Linked DNA regions of Oryctolagus cuniculus: region 2 is linked to region 1. A link is a contact called in public Hi-C data. All regions are on one chromosome and are shown on one strand. The core of a region is the stretch at or near the end of the contact, and the rest is flanking DNA. Distances in the headings are between cores, read along the strand shown.

Region 1 (3,092 bases), core at 101-2,600:
TGTGCCCTAAATAACTGCCTTTGTGTGCAAAGCCCAAGAAAATCCATGTATCCCCTGTCCTGTAGAAGCCTTGATTTACTTTCTACATCATACAACTGGTTTCAACGACCAACAATCAGGCACCTACTTCCCAGGAACAGGGTTGAGGTGGGTGCTAAACGCCACGTGCCAACATCTGCAATTACTCTTTGGCGATTTTCCGGTCACTAAGAGCGCTGCCTGTTATCTGGCTCTTCTGTTATAAACCTCTGCTGGGTTCACGGAATAACTTCTGCAGCATACAGAAAGCTGGCAACTGAATCTCTATCTCCCAAGCCAGACTGGAACCGAAACTGCAAAAAACAACTTGTGAGAAAACACCGGCCCAATGACGTCCCTGGCTGCCTATTCCATGTTCTGCGCGCTGCCAAGTAGTTTTAACCTCTCACAGTTGATAACCCTCTTCACGACGTTGCGAAGTGCTGTACCAACACTTTCTAGGGTGTCAGATGGAAAACACCTTATCCTCTTCAAAACTGCAGATGTTGCCAAACACCAACTCCTGTCCCAGATGGCATCCAAGCGGGAGAACCAGAACCAGGCTCTGTGGACCCTGACTTGGTCGGAGCCCTCTCCCCCACCCCCCTGCAGAACTCCTGCAGCCACGAGATATGCGACAACCCAGGGCTGTGCCCAAAAGGGTGACGGGGGCCGGGCGCAGCCTCCTGGGGCGGCAGGCTTTTAGCAACGGCTCAGAAAAGCTCAGCACCAGACAGGTTGTGCAGGTGTGCGGTGCAACCTCAAACTGGCACCACTGGGAATGCTTTGCAAAACAGGAAGGTGCAGTAGGGCGTGCCGCGGCTCGGCTAACTCGGCCCTCCCCGGCGCCCCACCGCCAGGTTACCCCTGGCCCGGTGCCCTCAACGTACCTTTTCCGGGTTGAACGTGGAGGGCTGCCTGCCCCCTCTCTCTCGTGCCCACCCTTCTCCCTGCACCCGTCACCGCCCAGGTTTACCTGACGATTCTGGGGACGGTTTAACGGAGGCCCGTCGGCCCCCGAGTGCCGTGCTGTGCGGGTCTCCGGCGGCAGGAGCGAGCGAGCTAGGCCCTGGAAGGACGCGCCGGGCTAGGGGGGCGCGGCGGCGCGGCCGGGAGGGTGTCGTGTCCTCCGCCGGCCTCAGGGCGGCACTCTGGTCCCGCGGCCGGCGCGCTCGGGCGGGCCGCTGGGCGCCGACCCACGCTGGCCGGGAACGTGTCTCCCGGTGACGCAGCCCCGGGTGGGGAACGTGGTGCGGCGGCGGCGGCGGCGGCGACTGTACGCGCCTCGGCCGCCTCCGAGAGGGCGCGCGGTGCGGGCGAGCGGGCGGGCGGGCGAGCGGGCGGGCGGGCGGCGACGGCTGCGGCGAGAGACCCGGAGCGGCCGCCGGGGCCGGGGAGCAGGACGCGGGCGCCGTTGAGGGAGTGGGCACCCCGGCTCGGCGCTCAACAAAGAGTGGGGCCGCCCCCCTCAGGTACCCAGCCGGCCCCGGGCTCCGGCGGGCGGGGGAGGCCGGGCCGGGCAGTTCGCCGGCGGCCGGGGAGTGGGGGAAGGGCTGTGGCCCGAACGGGGCCGCGAGGCGCCGGGAGCCCTTCCAGGCTCGCTTCCTCAGGGCCCCGGGCGGGACGGAAGGAAAGGGGCTGGACCACGGGGGCGCGGGGCCGCGTGGGGGTCGCAGCCGGCGACGCTGACCCGCCTTCGCGCGTCCCTCGTGCAGGCGGAGCTGCGGGCGGAGGCTCCATGTTGGGAAGCGGCGGCGCTCGCCCTCGTTAGCGGGAATCGGGGCGCGCCGCGGGCAGAGCCGGCGGGAGCCGGGCCCGGAGCGAAGATGGAGGCCCCGCTGCGGCCTGCCGCGGACATCCTGAGGCGAAACCCGCAGCAGGACTACGAGCTCGTCCAGAGAGTCGGCAGCGGCACGTACGGGGACGTCTATAAGGTGAGGCAGGCCGGGCCGCGGCCGCCGGGCTCCGGCCGCTTTCCGGCCGGGGGGAGGATGCTCTTATTGTTGCATCTTGGAGAGGAAGCGGCCAGGGTCCCTCTCCCTGCGTTCGGAGCACCCTCGAATCCCTTGCTGGTTCTCGGCGCCGCCAGCAAGCAGAGCTAACCACATCGTCGCAAACCACTCTTAACCTTTTTTGTGGTGTAAAGACTTTCAAAAGTTTATTTCTGGTTTTGAAGCGACTTTGAATCAGCTATGGAGTTGTCCGGTAGAATATTCTAGTGTCAGTGTGGAAAACCTGGAAGACAGTAGCAGAGAATATTGACGTTCAGGCATTACAAAAAAAAAATTAATGGATGAGCTTGGCCAATATAAGTTTTTTTGTTGTTGTTGTTGTTAATGGTCCTGTGAAACCTGTTTCTTAATTCTAGCTGTAAGCAGTCAAGTGTTGGGTGAAAATGATGTGTTTACAAACATTACTCCATGCAGAAAAGATAAGCTTTCCTGGCATAAGTTTGATGGTTTGTGTCTGGTTGGTGATTCAAAACCTACCATTAACTTGCTGGGTTTTTTCCTGCATTAGCACTTTCTCTGTTTGGGGTTTATAACATCCCATAACCACAAGTGGATAAGATCTACAGGTTGTGTTTGTGTGTGTGTCTGTGTTCACGCGTGTGCGTGCACTCTCCAGCCAGTGCGCTTTCTGTTAATTTAAAACAAATGATGAGAACGAATTCCTCTTAATTTAGGATTTAAAAAACGTGGTAGAAAAGCAAACCAGTTGCCCAAGTACACTATGTTCCTGAAGAATCCAGAGGAAAGAGATTGTTGGAGATTGCCTTAGGCTTTTTGTTCTCTGTTCCAAAAAGGAAGCATTAATGTAACTCATGAGTATTAAGGGAAGTTCCTCTACTTTTTGCAACAGCTTCTTGGTTTATTGGATTTGGTCATAGTTTAAGAGTATGTACACCATTCTTTCAAACCACAGGCCTGCACATAGTTGAAATGACTGTATCGTGTGGGTAATTAACTGGTAGATGCCTCTGGGGGGGGGGTCGCTTGTTTTGCACAGGTGGCAATAAGACAGGAAACATCCCCTTTTCCTATTTACTTGCTTTTGTTTAATTTCCTCTTTGT
Region 2 (3,315 bases), core at 199-2,698, 190 kb after region 1:
AAAAAATGGTTCTAGAACAATATGTATAATTTGATCTAATTGCAATAAATATTTAATACATGAATTTCTATATTTAAATATAAAAATACAAAATAATGTGATGGTATATCATGCAAAGCTTTTTATATTTGTACAAAAAAAGGTACTGCAAGGATTCCAACTGTTTACAGCAGGTAGGTATCTCCTCATAGGATTGTGGAGATTGTGGAGTGATTGCTTTTTCATTCTTCATGTTTGTAAAAAATGTTTGAATGTCTCCTAACGATGCCGTATCAAAATAAAAAGCATTTCTGGGGTGGGTGCCTGGCCTTGCTAGTTGGGATATCTGCATCCCGTACCAGGGTACCTGGCTGTAAGCTCAAGTCCTGCCCCAGGTTCTAGCTTCCTGCTCATGGACATCCTGGGAGACAGCAGGTGGTAACTCAAGTACTTGCGTCTCTACCACCACCCCTATGGGAGATCTGGACAGAGTCCCTGGCTCCCGGCTTCAGCCTGGCTCAGTCCTGGCTGCTGTGGGCATCTAGGGGGTGAACTAGTGAGAGTCTGTTTCTCTTTCTTTCAATCAAAACAAATTACCATTGCATTTAAGACATCTCAGAGTAAAAGCAAGGCTTGTGAAATCCAGGTTTTCTCCCGAAGGAGGTACTTTGAAACTGAAAGGAACCAGTGCCATGTGCCCTGGTCCTTGCATCCTGTCTGTGCCTTCAGCCCCTTGGTTTGTCCCACAGTGACTGCTTCCACTTCCCCACCTCGTCCCCTCCTGCAGCGCCAGCATTAGGGACAGAGACACAGGAATGACACCTGGCATGTGGGAGGCGACCCATCTGGCTCCCCCCTGACCTGGACATTCCCAGTTCTGCACTAAATATCCTTTAGTGATTTCCGGTTCGATTGTCCACCGCGATGCCTCAGAAACAACCCCGAATTCATGAACGTAGGAAGCTTCCCATGGTGTCCCAGAGGTTGTCCTGCAGCAGATTTCCTGTTGACAGAAACACAGGAAGGAGTGCTGCGGGGGCTGTGCTGGTGGACATCTGGCCGGGCCCTCTGTGCAGTCGGTAACCCTGACCGGGAGGCCCTGACTCCTGGGGCTGAGAATCCAGCTCAGCAGGCACGAGGGGTCCTGCGGTGTCACCGCCACAGTTGCTGAAGCGGCAGGGCCCAGCGGGGCTCAGATTGGGCATGCGCACAGGAAGGGGGGCAGGGGCTGGCGCTGGGCAGAGGCCAATGTAGATGTGCTTTAGGAATTGTTTTTCCTCCTGTTGCACGTAAGGAACTCCAAAAACTGGCAGTCTTCTGTCCTACGTTTACCAGTGACAAGAGTGTACTCGGCCGGAGGCTGGTAGCCGTCCACGTGACCACAGCACTGCCACTGTGTGCCCAGGGAAGAGCCTGTCAGTCACACCCTCCCCCACCAGCTGTGCGTGCACAGCGCTCTGTGGTCGCTGGTTTCGCTTGCTGTCCCGCCTCGCCCCTCACATGGCCTGTGGCAGAGGGCCAAGTGCATCCGTGTCGCTGGCCTGTGTGCCCGCTGCCAGGCTCCGCTTCGCCTGGCCTTGGTCCTGACCCTCTGCAGCACGTGACTGTGCCTGCAGCCAGCCAGCCCTCCGTGGGCCGAGGTTGGACTTGAGGCTTCAGGGCCTCTGGCAACAGGAGGCTGGTGAGGACAAAGTCAGGCTCTTGTGGGAGGACGCAGAAGCTTATTCCAGAAAACCAAGGGGCATCTGTTCACCTGGGTGCGGGGAAAGCTATGTTGAAACTCTATATAAACGTCAGATGCAGTAATTAGGGCCTGCTTTTTCTAATGTCAGTATAAATGCCAGGAATTATTCTAGGAAAGACAAGTTATTTAACCTGAGCCAGAAAAAAGCTGAAATAACCATTTCGCAGCAGTGTTGTTTTTTTTTTTTTCATTAGTATTAGAATTTGCTACCTGTATTGGAAAAGCTAATTGTCAGGTGGGCGGTGGAGCTTGTGAAACAGGCATGGGGAGTGCACAGAGGGAGAGCTGGGCGGGGTGGGGAGGTGGGGGGAGGGGTGGGGGGGTGGAGGTGGTGTTAGGAAGATGTTTCTGCTCAAAAGAAATTTCAGTAGAGGTAAATGTAATTTGATTCCATGTTGTGACTTAAAGCCCCCCCCACCCCCCCGTTTTGTTTTGTTTTGCTTTTCAACAGGAACCCCTTGAATTAAGATTTCCAAACATATCTCATCCTGCCCTGGGACTCTTAAAGGTAAAATCACTGCTTTGAGCAGACCAGGAGGCCCAGGCAGTGGTCCTCAGTGGGGTCTCTTAATTACTTAGGTCTCCAAGAGAGGAAGTGTTTCTTTTAGAATTCTGCTCCTTTGAAGTCTATTTTCAGCTTCTAAAGTGGGTCACATTCTATTACAATGAAGACATCTGTGAGCATTTCTCACTTTGAATAAAGTTCAAAAATTGCCTTTGGAATCTAAATTACACAGAATAGAAGTTTTAGGGGGCTGGTGTTTGTTTTATAAAGGGATCTTCTTCAAACCATGGGAGCCTTTTAAATAGCCAAGGCCCCAGTACAGCTGAATGTGTTTTGATTTTACATCTTGCTTTACATATACATTCTTAGGAATGCAACCCTCACTTAAAATGAGGTACATTACTAATTAAAAGATGTGTAAGGTATTGATGTCCTACATGTTTCAAAAATTATCTACTGATACATTTATAATTAAAAAAAAAGTAAGTTTCATGGCCTACTTAAAGGCAAAGAAAACAGATACAAATGATGTAATTCAAAGGCCAGCATGTTAGGCCGCTCCTTCCCCACATACTCAAATGCTTGTGATGCATAGAGGGTTTTTGGAAGGACATGCCTGTGTGTACACACACACACAGACACACACACACAGAGTAACTGATTCTAGGAGGAGGAATGGGAGACCTAGAGTGGCAGAGACTTGCTTCTGCAATTTGAATTTTATTTGTGCCACATGTGAAGTACTCTTTTTTTTTTTTTAATGGAAACACTGCTTTTTACGAAGTACACACAAAGGACCACGTGTGTGTATGCATGTATGTGTATGGGCATATATTATGTGTGTGGAATCTATGTGGGTAGTCAGGAGTGACTGTGGAAGTAACTCAAATTACGACAGGTGTGTTTCTCTACTTACATAAAGATGCCATCAGTACCATTTAAGGCAGTAAGAGGGGCTTCTCTGCTCTCCCAGGGCTGCCTGCACATGGACCCTGCTCAGAGGCTGACCTGTGAACAGCTGCTGCAGCACCCCTACTTTGACAGCATCCGAGAAACAAGAGAGCTGGCCAAAGACCACGACAAACCA

Evidence for each region. Hi-C and Micro-C count contacts between places; a contact is called where the count stands out from the background.
Region 2: a Hi-C map of liver shows a contact between it and region 1, with 4 times the contacts expected there. The contact joins the enhancer-like site here to the promoter of MAP4K5 in region 1. A contact is called at or near these places in 5 of 6 Hi-C or Micro-C datasets (ear pinna, liver, psoas muscle and 2 more).

What each region holds. Positions count from the first base shown.
Region 1 is chr12:25,610,309-25,613,400 of mOryCun1.1, forward strand. It overlaps MAP4K5 (mitogen-activated protein kinase kinase kinase kinase 5), which reads left to right and starts at 1,351. Exons shown (of 32, transcript XM_051822833.2): 1 at 1,351-1,490; 2 at 1,734-1,952. The coding sequence starts at 1,845. ATL1 (atlastin GTPase 1) reads right to left here and starts at 1,109. Exons shown (of 15, transcript XM_017348282.3): 1 at 995-1,109.
Region 2 is chr12:25,802,098-25,805,412 of mOryCun1.1, forward strand. It overlaps CDKL1 (cyclin dependent kinase like 1), which reads left to right. Exons shown (of 10, transcript XM_051822825.2): 8 at 2,175-2,231; 9 at 3,202-3,315. Among named protein-coding and RNA genes, the nearest start is that of L2HGDH, 19 kb to the right of the region's middle. Within about 2 kb of position 1,449, at least 5 of the 8 cell types and tissues checked have an H3K27ac peak or open chromatin away from gene starts, as enhancers often do. A contact at or near this core is called in ear pinna, where this site is marked.